2 separate regions of the Sus scrofa genome follow, and region 1 is linked to region 2. The links are chromatin contacts, called in public promoter capture Hi-C maps. All regions are on one chromosome and are shown on one strand. The core of a region is the stretch at or near the end of the contact, and the rest is flanking DNA. Distances in the headings are between cores, read along the strand shown. Region 1 holds the start of GPC1 (glypican-1). Region 2 holds the start of COPS9 (COP9 signalosome complex subunit 9).

The links. Promoter capture Hi-C pulls out the DNA fragments that hold promoters and counts their contacts.
Region 1: a promoter capture Hi-C map of fetal skeletal muscle shows a contact between it and region 2, with 4 times the contacts expected there. The contact joins the promoter of GPC1 here to the promoter of COPS9 in region 2. A contact is called at or near these places in 1 of 5 promoter capture datasets (fetal skeletal muscle), 3 of 47 Hi-C or Micro-C datasets (brain, embryonic fibroblasts and skeletal muscle) and 1 of 2 datasets of contacts at active chromatin or transcription factors (skeletal muscle).

What each region holds. Positions count from the first base shown.
Region 1 is chr15:139,456,481-139,463,228 of Sscrofa11.1, reverse strand. GPC1 (glypican-1) reads right to left here and starts at 5,363. Exons shown (of 9, transcript XM_021075944.1): 1 at 4,871-5,363. The coding sequence starts at 5,036.
Region 2 is chr15:139,261,249-139,267,456 of Sscrofa11.1, reverse strand. It overlaps COPS9 (COP9 signalosome complex subunit 9), which reads left to right and starts at 3,205. Exons shown (of 3, transcript XM_003359706.4): 1 at 3,205-3,359; 2 at 5,361-5,433. The coding sequence starts at 3,297.

The sequences.
Region 1 (6,748 bases), core at 4,114-6,613, 190 kb before region 2:
CCTTGCCCCGCCAGCAGGGCTGTCCCCGCCCAGGAGACTTCAGGCCGCTCAGAGCACCTGCCCAGGCCTGTTCCTAGACAAACGGGCCATGAAGGCTGCCAGGCAGCACGGGGTGGGTGGCCCTGGGCTGGAGGCCCCAGCCCCCGAGCCCATGTCCTTTCTCGGATGTGGGTAATGACCTGACCCCTCTGGGCCGTACTGACGGCTGGACATGCTGGTGCCAGACAAGCGGATGTGAAGCCCGGGCCGCCTTGGGCTGGTCTGAAACCCTCCTGAACCAAGCCAGGCCTCGGGAGGTGGGTCTGGCTGCCAGGGGAGGGGTCTGGCCTCGCTGCACCTGGGCGTGGCCCGATTCCAGCGTGGCCCCTCTCCTGGCCTGTCTCCCTGTCTAGGACCAGCCAGGCCCTGGTGCCAGCCCCCTGTGCTCTCCTCCTGGCTCTGAAGCCCACCTGCTGCATGGCCGGTGTGTCCCCAGCCCCTCTCCCAGGAGGCCTCCGTGGCCCCGCAGGCCTGTCCACCATGGCCTGCACCGCCGTAATCAGGGCCAGCATGGAGCCAGTTACCAACGGAACAGCCTGCCTCGACCCCTGGGCTCACCCACCCCCGGGCAGGGCATCTGTCCATGACTCCAGGGGGACCTGGCCGGGCCTGGTGCTGGGGACATGCCGGGGGGTTCCTGGGACCAGCCAGCAGCACACAGCTGGGCCACCCAATTCATGCCCCAGGAACAGCCCTCCCCCACAGGCTGAGTGGCCTGCACTGGACAGGCATCCGGCCCAGGCCCCCTGGAAGGCTGAGTCACGGGCAGCCCATCAGGATGGGGGCAGGGAGCCCACGGGGTTCACCGGGAGGGGCGGTTCCCACTGACAGAAGTCCTAACCCAGCCTGAGAAACGGCACCCAGGACGAGGAGCGTGGACGGGCCAAGGCGGGCAGCGGGTGGCCCATCAGGGCCTGGGCCTCGAGGTCCCATTTCGGCCTCTAGGCTGGGATGGCACGAGGCTCCTAGGAACCCAGAGCCGCCCAGCCATTAATGCCACAGGCTTTGGGGTCCCCGTGCTCCCCGTGGCTGGTGCCCCGAGAAAGCTGTGAGCTCCTCTGGGCCTGCTACCCACCTGGAAGTCAGGTCTAGAGAGCCCGCCTCACCTGCGGCACCACGACAAGGGAGTCTGGGTCATGACAAGGGCTCCCGGGGGCCGGACACCACCCCCCGAAGGGGTCCGCACGGGCCTGGGGGGAGGATGGGGCCTGAGGCCACCCTCACGGCGCCCGGTGTCCGCACACTCCTGCTCCTGCAGCCTTTGGCGTGGCCGTGAGCCCTGCCCTGTCACTGTGAAGAGGCAGGGGCCCAGGCAGGCCAGGTGACAGGAGGCCGTCCACCCCTCGGAGGAGCACAGTGGCGTGTCCGGCACGGAGGCTCCAGCAAGGGCCTGGCACTGCGTGGAGCAGGTGGCCCTGCCGGCTCCCGGCTCCCCTGGGCCCACCCCGTCCCTGCGCTGTGGCTGACGAAACCTCGGCAGCCCCAACGGTGGAGGGAGGGGGTGGCAGCGCAGATGGAGGCTGGGGGCCACCCGGGGACCCATGGGGCTCCCGCCTTCCGAGCAGGACAGGGTACCAGACCAGGGGGATCTGGGGACGGGCTGTGTGCCACGTGGCTTCGAGAACCTGGCTGAGGGACAGGCTCCGGGAGGGTCTCCCAGCCTCCACAGGACGCGCAGAGAAGCAATGGTTTCTGCTGAGAGGCCCGGGGCTGGTGCTCGGGGCGGAGGGGGGGGACAGCGCTAGGTGGGGCCTGGTCCTCGGTCGGGGCTCCACGGCAGCTGGCGTCCAGGAGCAGAGGGGCTGCCTGCCAGGCCTTGTTACGCCGACAGCCCCAGGAGCCCCTCTGACCTCCAACCCCCAGTGCCAGGTGCCCCAACCCCTCCTCTGCCCAGGCCTCCGTCTTCCTCCGCCCCTCCCCCTACACGGCCTGGCATGAGGCGGGACACGTATGGCTCCCCCAGTAAGAGCTGACTGAGAACCCGCTTTGTGCCAGGAAGCAGGCCACGTTCTGAGGCGACCCCAGAGGGGGGTCTCTGCCCCAGGACCTCGGTGGGGGTCAGAGGGATACGCAACAAACCAGGTCAAGGGTCAGCAGGCCCAGCAGGTGCTCAGGATACATCTGGGGACCAGAAGCAACCCCACAGGCAGAGGCAGGAAAACGGCCAGTGTGCATGTGTGTGTGGGTGAGAGAGAGAGAGGGAGAGAGAGAGAGAGAGGGAGAGAGAAAGAGGGAGAGAGAGAAGGAGAGAGAGAGATGGAGAGAGAGAGGGAGGGAGAGAGATGGAGAGAGGGAAAGAGGGAGGGGGGGAAGCAGCAGGGGCTGGGTCTTTCCCCAGCTCGGCCAGCCTCCGGGGTGGGCTTGGCCCTCACTTTCCGTGCGGTGCTCTGGCTGGAGGGAGGTGACCTGAGGTGTGTGGCCTCCGTGGCCTGCCCACTGCAGCCTCCCAGGCCGCCTCACTGTAAAATGGGCCGTCTGCTGCCTTCACCACCGCCAGGCCTGGCCAGCCATCCAAAAAACTGCTCCAAGTCCTGAAGGGGAGCCCCGCGCGCGGGGACGGGTCGTCTTTCATGAGCCCACCCTGGTGCCACTCCGTGGGGCAGGCAGAGGTGGAAAGACCACCCTGAGACCAGGGCCGCCCTCCCTCCCAGCCGCCACCCCCGCAGCTGGCCCAGGCCGGACTCTCACCCCGCGTCCACCCCTAGGGGTCCCCGTGCTGGAGAGGAGCGGCCGCTGGGCCTGCAGCAGCGAGGCGGGGAGGCCGGGCTCCCTAGAGCAGTGTGCCACCGCGGGGCCACCAGAGGGCGCGCCGTCCACGGAGGCCAAGCCGAGCTGCCCAGCGCAGGAGGGCACGGGACTGGCCACTGCCTGGGAGGTCACCCTGCTTCCTTCACCCACGTGGGGCTGGCCCGCTCCTCGGTGCCTGGACCGGGCAAGGTGCTCTCGAATTCAGCTGTTCATGGGGGGGGGTGCAGCCAGAGGGGAGAGCAGCTCCCCAGAAGCCCCTGGAGCAGGGGTGAGGGGGCCACGGGGCCCGGGCAGGGACGGTGCGCAGTCCAGGCTGGGGTGGGGGTGTGTGTGTGTGCGTGTGTGGCCCTCGAAGCCCTGGCTGGCGTGATGCTTGGGCCACTGCTGGGCAGCCAAACTCCCAGCCGGCTGAGCAGCACCGCGCCCCCCCATATCTCACCCACAGCAAAGCGTCTCGCTGGTCCTGGGTCCCTAACCCGCAGCACCCTCCAACCCAAGGGGGCCAGGGCCCAGCGTCCCTGCCAGCCCCACGTCACTTTCTCCAGCCTGCCCTGCTCTAGCCCAGCCCTTGGCGGCCGCCCAAACTCAGCCGCTCTGTCTCAGCCTAAGTGGGACAGAGGCCTGGGGATGCCATCGAGTTTAGGGGGCCGAGTGGGAGCGGGCGTCTGAAGGAGGGCTGTGGGGTCCAGGGGACCCTGGGGGAGTGCTGTCCGAGATCAGGGTGGGTGGGGCAGCTGGGCAGCTGCTCAGCAGCCCGCAGACCCCCGGGTCCAGGAGAGATTCACCGGAAAGGCCAGGGGTCCCCCAGCTCCTCTGTGGGGCTGAGTGGGGGAGGGGCAGGAATCGAACTGTGCAGGGGGCCTCACGCTTGCCTCGGGCACCCAGATGTGCCCACCAGACCTGTCCCCTGGGAGGGTGGCAGCCCTAAAGACAGGGCTCAGTCAGCAGAGGCGCAGGAAGGCCTGCGCGGGGGGGGCCTTGAGAGGAAGTTTCTCTGGAGCCTCAGGCAGTGGGCTGTCCAGGAATCTCTTAAGGCGCCTGCCGTGGGTTCTGCCCTTCTGGGGGCAGGGGTCCAGGGCCTGATTGTCCCCCTGCCCCGACCCCCATTCTCCAGCAAGGCATGGCCATGGACCTGCCCCTCACACTCCTCTCATCCAGAATCCCTGTGGCCATGGTCATTCCATGTCCCCCGTGTCACCACTTGAGGGTAGCCCTGCCACCACCCCCAGTTTGGGAGGAGTCAGTCCCTCAGGGCAGGAACCTGGTCCGCTCTCGTCCACTGAGTCCCAGGCACCCTGCACAGACGCGCAGATCTAGTGTGCTTCTGGACATGTTTGCAGTTTGAGCAAGAAGCCTGGGGGGGTTTGAGAAATTCTTAGGACACTGTGCCCCACCCCCTCCCCTCGCTTCTGTCCCTAAAGCTCCTCAGAGGCCCGCAGGGAGGGTGTGGGCAGGACTGCAGGCAGCTGCAGGGCTGAGGCCGCCTGGGACGGCGATGTTCTTACAAAGAAATGACATGGCCCCTGGGCGGGATCCAAGGCGCCGACCACCTGCAGCTGGACTCCCCGCCGGAGGCGCCCGGAGTGCCAGGCAAGCACAAGTTCCTCGGCAGGGATCCCTGCGAGCCGGCGTTCCGCTCCCGGTGGCAGAGGTCGTGCCCCTCCGCCTTCTCCCCCCGCTCCCGCCCCACCAGCGCCCAGCTCGCTCCCCACCTCGCCGGCGCCCAGGCTGCCTTAGCTGCAGACCCCGGGAACCCCCGGCGCGACCCGAGGCGCTTCCCGGAGAGGCCCTCACAGCCGGTGGGAGTCCGTCGCCCGTGGCCACCGCCAGCTGCCCCCCGACAGCCGGCCCCGCCGCTCAGTCCTGCCTGCCCGGGAGGACGCGCCGAGCTGGGGACCGCCCGGTCCACTGCCCGGCGAGGACAGCCCCGCCGGGAAGGGGCCGGGGTGCGTGTTGGGGGCGCGGGGACCATCGAGAGGTGCCGCGGAGACTTGGGCGGAGGGAGGGCGGCGGGGGGCGGATCAGCGCGGAGCGGGAGAGAGGAGGGGGCGCAGGGGAGCCCCGGGCGCGCCGGGTCACTCACCCGAGATCTCCGCCTGGGGCACGTCGCTCAGGCTGAAGCCCTTGGCCCCGTAGATCTGGCGGACTTCGCCGCAGCTCCGACTCTTGCTGGCAGGGTCCCCGCGAGCGCAGGCGGCCAGCGCGGCGGCCGCGCACAGCAGCCACCAGCCTCGGGCCCGGAGCTCCATGGCGGGGCCGGCGGCGCCCCCGGCCGGGCCCGCGCAGCCCCGGCCCGCGAAGGGCAGAGCCAAGGTCCCGGCGCACTCGGCTCGCGGTCCAGAGGCGCCGGCCGCAGGGGAGGAGGAGACAACAAAAGCCGGCGGCGGCGGGGCGCGGGGCGCGCGGGGCGCGAGGACCGGCCGCTCGCTCGGGCGGCCCAGAGCGCGGCGGGCGAGCGCGCAGTCCCGGCCCGGCCCCTCGGCGGCCCGGGAGAGGGGCGGGGAGGGGCGCGCGGGGCGGGGCGGGGCGCGCGGGGCGGGGCGGGGCGCGGCGCGGCGCGGCGCGGGGGCGCGATCCGGGGCGCACCGGGCGCCCCTCCCGCTCCCCGGGCCCGGGGGACCGCCTGGCTCGCGCCGATCCGTCGACTGCTGGAGGGAAGCTGGGTGGCCGGGAGCGCGCGGGCCGCGGCTGGGGTCCCGGAGGGCGCGCCCCCCACGCCCAGCGCCCGGGGCGGCGGCACCACCTGTGGGGGCGGGGGCGGGGGTGCTGAGGCAGGGCTTCCCCCGCCGGACGTGACATCACGCCTGCCGCGCGCCTATCAGGGGCTTCCCCGCCCCCAGCCGAAATCGGCATCCCTCCCCCCGTCCCCCTTCTCCGCTCGGGCCCTGCCTTCCTGCACCCTGGCAGCGCGCCGCGCCTGTCGGCTCCCGCAGCCTCGGGCCTCTCGATCCACCGCCCGCACCTAGATCGCACCCTTTACTGGCCCCGCGCCGGTCTCAGCCGCCTCCAGCTCTCACACTTGATTTTGTTGGGGGGGCGGCGGGGGGGGCTGTACGCGGGAAACTAGCCCAGGGACCAGACCTTGTGCTCTCCCAGCCCTGCGTCGAGGCGACCAATGGCTTAGTTGTTGGAGATGTCAGCCGGTTTTTTGTTCCCTCCACGTGACTCTTGGGATGCTCAAGAAGCGAGCGAGGGGGGCGGAAGCTTGTCTGTTGGCCTGAGCCTCTGGGCGGTGGCAGGTGACCTGTTGGGGAAGGGAGGGGGTCGGGCCGACAACAGGTCAGATTGCTGGGGGTTGGGGAGAGCGTGACCTAGAGCGTGTCCAGCGACCAGCTGAGTGACGCTGGCCCGGGACCAGGAGGGGGTGGACAGGGCGGGTAGCAGCAGCGTGGAGTGGGGGTGGGGTGGGGGTGTCTGTGAGAAGGGAGGTGAGAAGCAGGGCGGCGGTGTCCGGAGGGCTTCTCGGCTTCTGGCCGCTCTCCGGTCATGTGGGCAAAGGCCCCAGACACCGCCAGGCCCTGAGCCCGGATGCCTAATGGGCCGAGATGGGCCCCCTTGGAAGAGGACCCCAAAATGATCACCATGTTCCAGCAAGAGTGTCCCCACCTTGAACCTGGGGGTTCCGGTTTCACCCCCTGGGGGCTGGGGGAGGCGGCAGGAGAGAGGGCTCCATCCCTGCCCTGGGACTCCCTGAGCTGTGGGCTCAGCAGCTCCAGAGGGGGCTTGGGCTCCCATCTGCCCTGCCTCCCAGGAAAGGCTTCTCACCCAGAGCCCCTGTCACGGTGAGAGAAGCCGCAGCGAGGACCCAGTGGAGGGAGCAGACCTCTGGCCTCCCTAAGCACCTGCCACCTCGTCACACTGGTGACTCACAGACCCCGGCAGCTCTCAGGCAGGCCTGCTCCTGCTTGCCTGGGCCGGGCATGGCTGTCCAGATACCTGCCCCGCCTGGGTCAGGACACCT
Region 2 (6,208 bases), core at 1,956-4,455:
CATGCTTTGTCTCTTTACCCCTTGAACTTGGTTTCTGTGTAAGTTAACTGCAAAAATAAGTTCCGACTCACATGACAGCCCACTGGGGCAGCTGGGCCTCAACCAAACGTACCAGACAGAGGTGCCCCCACCCTCCAGACAGTTGACCCGCGTGTTAATTCGTGTGTGCGCCTGTGTGGGGGGGATGTTTACATGCCGTGTGGATTTTCAGGCTCACAGATGTGTCAAGCATTGGAGAACGGCGGTCCCCTCCCCACTGCCTCCTGGGCTGCCCAGTGGACCACATTCTGTGTGCCTTCATCGGAAGCCCCTGGATGCCCCCACCTCGGACCCACCCACAGCTGCCCGGACCCACGGCTGTATTATGTGTCTTGAGAGGCCCGGCTGCCCTCCCTCTTTTCTCAGAAGAAACCCCCACCCCAAGTGACCCTCTACAGACACGCTGCCTGCCTGCCCCGGAGCCCCGGGGGCACCTGGCTTTGTGATTGGGGTTCACACCCGGCTGTGACCCTCCAGGCTTAGCTCTCTTCTACGAGCCCCTCCTGGTCTCCCTCCCGCCAGATCTGGTGGGGGACCCCTCCTCTTCCTGTCCCATGTCCTCAGCCCGCTGCACCCCTCCTGGCTCCACTGTGGAGTCCTCACCGCCGTCAAGCACCACCCACGGCCACTGCTTGGGTCACTGATGGCCTGGGGGACCACAGGCCAGCCATACCCGGCTGTCAATGCCCCTGTCTTGTCGACTGGAAAAAGTGCACAACCTGCAAGTTGAAGATTATGTTTTATTTGGGAGACTTAAGAGGAGCTTAAGCCCAGGAGGCAGCCTCTCGGATACCTCTAGGGATGGCTCTAAAGAGGTCAGGGAGGAGCCAGGATTTATACAAGTTTTTGCAAAAACCACCCCCCCCCCCCCCAACCGGTAGTCAGAACCTTAAAAGATTACTGCTAGGGGGTTCCCATTGTGGCTCAGTGGAAACGAACCCAACTAGTATCAATGAGGATGAGGGTTCGCTCCCTGGCCTCGCTCTGTGGGTTAAGGATCCGGCGTTGTCATGAGCTGTGATGTAGGTCGCAGATGAGGCTTGGAGCCCATGTGGCTGTGGCTGTGGTGCAGGCCGGCAGCTGTAGCTCTGATTCAACCCCTAGCCTGGGAACTTCCACATGATGTGGGTGCGGCCCTAAGAAGAAAAAAAAAAAGATTACTCATAATGAAAGAAAACTGGACATTCAAGTTAGTGAATGTAGTGCTTTTCTGTGTCTGGGAAGATGCCCGAGTCGGGGCGCACGGAAATCATTCCTTTGACGTGCACCTCAGCTCTCTGGGGCCAGCGTCCTGTGCTTCTCCATCCTATGCGTGCAGAAGCAGGGGCGGCTGCAGTGGCTGATGGCGTGATGGACACAGCGTCCTTTGCTCACTGGGCGGCAGGGTTCATTCTTTGTCCACACCTCTTGTCCCTGTGGAGTCCCAAGCAGGGCTCTTTGACTCTCAGGGGCGCGGGCTGGATGTGATCACCCAGGGACGGCCGCCATGCCCTGGTGCTCTCTGGGGCCCCCATCTGTCCCTGTCCCTCCACCTTCGTGGCCTCACCACACCTGGGCCTGCCCCTCCGTCAACATCAGTGTCCCCTGGGGGTGGCCCTGCGCCCTGCTATCCTGGAGACCTCACCCCTCCGTGGGAATGGGGCCCCTGAGCTTTGAGACTGCTCAGAAGAGGAGCCTGATGGTAGCATGGACTCCGGCTGCATTGGTCTGACTTGCCCTTGTGGCTCATGTCAGGGTGACATCAGAGGCTCACACACGTGTTCAGTCAGTTTTCCCTTCTCCCTGGGCCCTGTGCTGTCCACCCCACCCTGGCCCCAATCCCTGCTCAGCATTTCCTCGCTCCCGGGAGCCATCCTTCCCTCCCCCACCCCCACTTATCTGGCAGCCCAGCCCCCAAGCCTACCTAAGTCTAAAAGTGTTCCCTACCCCTGCCGCCCTCCATTCTCGCACATTCACATTCTTCTTAGAAAACATATAATACAATACATATAACCGAAAACACACTCTCCTGACTGTTTTTGAGGGGCAGTGAGCGTACCCATCATTACCATGGCGGCACAATCAACTCCGGACGACTTCATCCTCCCCACCTGAAACTCTCCCCATTACACACTCACTCCCCTCCTGCAGCCCCATTCTACTTTCTGCCTATGAATTTGGTTCCTCTGGTATCTCCTGCAGGTGGAACTGTACAGTATCTGTCTTTTGGTGATTTCCCTAAGCGTAATGGCTGCAGGGTTCATCCACATTGCAGCATGTGGCAGAATTCCCTTCCTTTTAAAGGCTGAATAACATTCCCTAGTATGGATGGACCACATTTTGCTCAACCATTCGGACGCTGATGGACACCTTCCCCAGCTGCTTCCACATTTTGGCCATCGTGAAGAACGCTGCTGTGAGCATGGGTCTACAGATATCTCCTGGAGACCCTGGTTTCAATTTGGATACATACCCAGAAGTGGCATCTATGCTTCTGTAAGTTTATTTACTATAATCTATAAGTAAATCCATGCTTAATTTTTGAGGAACCTCCACATTGTACCATCTTACAGTCCAGCCAACAGTGCACAGGGCTTCCAATCACCCCCCCTCCTTGCCAGCGTTTGCTGTTTTCTGGGGTTTTGACAGCGGCCATCCTGATGGTGTGGGCGGTGTCTCGGTGCTGTTTGGTTTGCATTCCTTTAAGGATCAGTAATGTGGAGCATCTTTTCATGGGTTTCCTGGCCATTTATGCATCTGCTCTGAGAAACGTCTATTCAAGTCTATTTTTCAATCAGACTCCCTGTTTTTTTCGTTGTTGCACTTTAGGAAGTCTCTATACATTCTGGAATATTAACTCCTTATCAGACATATGGTTTACAATATTTTCTCCCATTCTGCGAGTTGCCTTTTCACCCCGTTAGCCACTCACCTCCTTTAATAGGTACTTCTTGGGCACCTGTCTGTGCCAGGCCCTTAGGGCTAAACTGTGGCCACGGGCCACCGTAAAGTCATTGAGCAGCTTCCCTCGTGTGCTGACAGGCAGACGAAACCCTTTCCCCACCGGCCTGGACCAGGGCCAGCCCTGCGGGTAAAGAAGAACGGAGGAGCGAACCATAGAGTTGAAGGTCCTCCGGAGTCTAGACTGACCAGAGGGCGAGAGGAAACCATAGAGTCTGCGGCCCTCCTGCGTCTAGACTTGCCACGCAAGGCGTGCACCGGAAGAGGCCGTCGGCGGGCCGGAAGTGGATCGGGAACGCCCGGGGCTGCAGGAGGAGATGAAGCCGGCGGTGGACGAGATGTTTCCCGAGGGCGCAGGTCCCTACGTGGACCTGGACGAGGTGAGGCGGGCGGCGCCGGGCGGCGGGCGGGCGGGCGGGCGGCGAAGCCAGGGCCTGTTCTCGGGCGCGCCGGGTCCGGGGCGAGAGGAGGAGGCGGCCTGCGCGGCCCGCTCGCGCTCCCGCGGTTCCTTCCTCTAAGGGAGAATTGGGGCCGGGATGTCTGCGGCCGGGGTTGCGGTGAGGACCCGCAGGGACGCCCGGGGGAGACCCTGGGGACCGGGTTGAGCTCCTGTCAGGCGGTGGAGGTGGAGGTGGGCCCGCTCGGAGTTGCCTGCAGTCGGGCGGTGGGAGTGAGCCCCTAGTGGGGCGTCTGGAAGGAGGGGAGACCAGAGCCCGGCTGGCGCGCGGCACTTGGGCGAGAAGCGGCCGCCAGCCTGGGAGGCGGAGGAGAGGCCGTTTGGCAGGTACGTGCCCCCTGCGGTGCCCGCTCTCCTCCCGCTGTGACCGGCGTTGTGAAGTGGTCCTGCGTTTTCGTTTACCCCATCCTGTGGTCACGGGGCGTTCCTGTCCGGTGTTGGTGCTCAGTGAGCTCGGCGTGTCCGGCCAGCTGCTCGGCGTCAGGGCCTGGATTTCTCTCTCAAAGCTCAGGGGGTGGGGGACAGACCCAGCCTGTGTTCCCCTGGAGCTCATGGTGGGACAGAGAAAGGCGGCCTGCAAGTACGAAGCATGGGAGAAGGTTGGCGGTGCAGGTCGATGGAAGCCCCCGGGGGCTTTGGGGTGACCCAGCAAGGGCTTAGGAGAGCAGCTGACTGCAGCCGCATCCTGAAGCCGTGCTGGGGGGAGAAGGCCTGGAAGGAGCCACCCTGAAGGGGTCTAAGGGAAGGAAGGCCCTGTGATTTAACACGGAGGCTCCTCAGGTGCCTGGAGAGAGAACGGGATGGAGCTGGGGAAGGGGGCAGGGGTGGCTGCGCTGGGACGGGTGGGTCTCCTCTCCACTCAGGCACTTCCACTAACCCCCTGCTTCTCAGTCCTGTGTTACAGTCCCTGCTCTAGGCCCCGGGGCTGGGGTGGGGGGTGTCACCCGGGGCCTTGCAGTGGGGCGTGATGATCTCTGACGGGTTTGCAGGACGGTCGCTCAGGAGAGCTTGGGGGTGGGAGAGTGGCACCATGCAGACGAATGAAGGCGACCCCTCAGGTGGGAGTGGGGACAAGCTCCACCGGCCGTCCCTGGCGGGGTCTGCATGGCTTGCTGTGGGGTGGGCGGGGGAGGGAGGCCCTGAGAGTTCTGGTTGCTCAGAGCAGCTGTGAGAGGGGACCCAGAGGTGCTCAGCTATTCCAGCCAGGAAGAGGCGGAGCCCACAGCCTTGGGGATGCTGGGGGTCATGGTAGCAGCAGGAACCTGTGGGCCGGGCGTCCAGGGTGCCGCCACCAAAGGACTCTGGTCACCCGTCACGGAGTGACGTTAAGTGCCTCAAACCGCTCATCAGATCGCCCGCGTCTGGCCATGGCATTGTTTTATGGCTGCCAGAGCCCCGGTCCGCAGGTTGGTTTCGCGAGGGAAGTGGTTCACGTCTCACGGCAGGGAGCGTCTCAGAGCAGAGAGATCGCCGGGCTCAGTTTTGCGCACAGCCGGGCCTCTGTGACGACGGCCAGTAGGGCGCTGAGCCCTCTTCTCGAGGTTTACACAGAAGTGGTGCCACTGGGGGCAGTGGCAGGTGTTTATTGAAAAGGGGAGGGGGGAACCTAGGAACGAAGACTGAGCAGCCCTTCACAGTAATTCCTGCAAGTGCCGTCTCCCCCACCCCCTGCAAGTACTGCGTATGGGAGAAGGTTGGCGGTGCAGGTCCGTGGAAGCCCCCGGGGGCTGTGGGGGGACCCAGCAAGGGCCTAGGAGAGCAGCTGACTGCAGCCGGCTCCTGAAGCCGTGGGACTAAATCCTTCCCCTGCGACTACACTTCGTCTCTGACCTGGACACTTTCTGCCGGGGAGTGGGGGCCTGTGAGCCACTGTCACTCATCCTCTTGGGGACGCCGCTGACATAACCCTTCTGTCCGTCCGCAGGCAGGAGGCAGCACCGGGCTCCTGATGGACTTGGCAGCCAATGAAAAGGCAGTTCATGCAGACTTTTTTAATGGTAAGGATGCGGGTTGGGCGGCCAGTTTCAGCCCGTGCTTCCTCTGCAAGGGGTGCAGAGGAGCAGTTTTGGGACGTGAGCGGCTTGGGCCACAGGCCCGGCAGGCCCAGGTCCCGTGCCCTTCTGGGAACTCGGCACAGTCCCTATCAAGCGGGCAGCTGTGTGTCAAGAGGAGAAGCTCCTGCTCTCAGGTTCCGTCTGTCGGGTCTGAGCCGGGTCTGAGCCGTGCGCCCGCGTTCAGACGCCGGAGATGCTCGCAGGGTCTTTCCGTCTGGCCGCCTCGCCTGCCCCCGCTCCCCGATGGCCGGTCTGCTTTCCTCTCCCCATTTGCCGTTCGTCGCGTCCCCTTGGCTGCCTGTGGCAGGGACAGCCACCCTCCTGCTCTTTCCTGCTCGCCTCTGGACCCGCAGCCATGCCCCCAAGGCCAGTTCCCAGAACACAGTGCAGTTGTACCAAATAAACAGTGAAGGGCTGGCTTCGTAGGAGATCTTCATGCACCTTTGAGGGGCATGGGCGGCAGGCCTCAGGCCACCTCGTCCCAGGGGTGCGGGGAGCTGCTCCCTGCGAGAGAGCCAGTGGCCTCTGGACGGGCTCCTCCTGAGGCTTTTGCTCCTTGAACAGGTAGGTTTTGAGGGCCCCCTGTCCCCAGGCTGCGGGGTTCTAACGGCAGGTGACGCCTGCGCTCTGTACTCGCTGTTCGCAGCACAGGGGATGTTGCCAGAGCCGGGCCCGGTGGCCCCGACAGAGGTGGGCGCCCTGTTGCCACGGGCACATT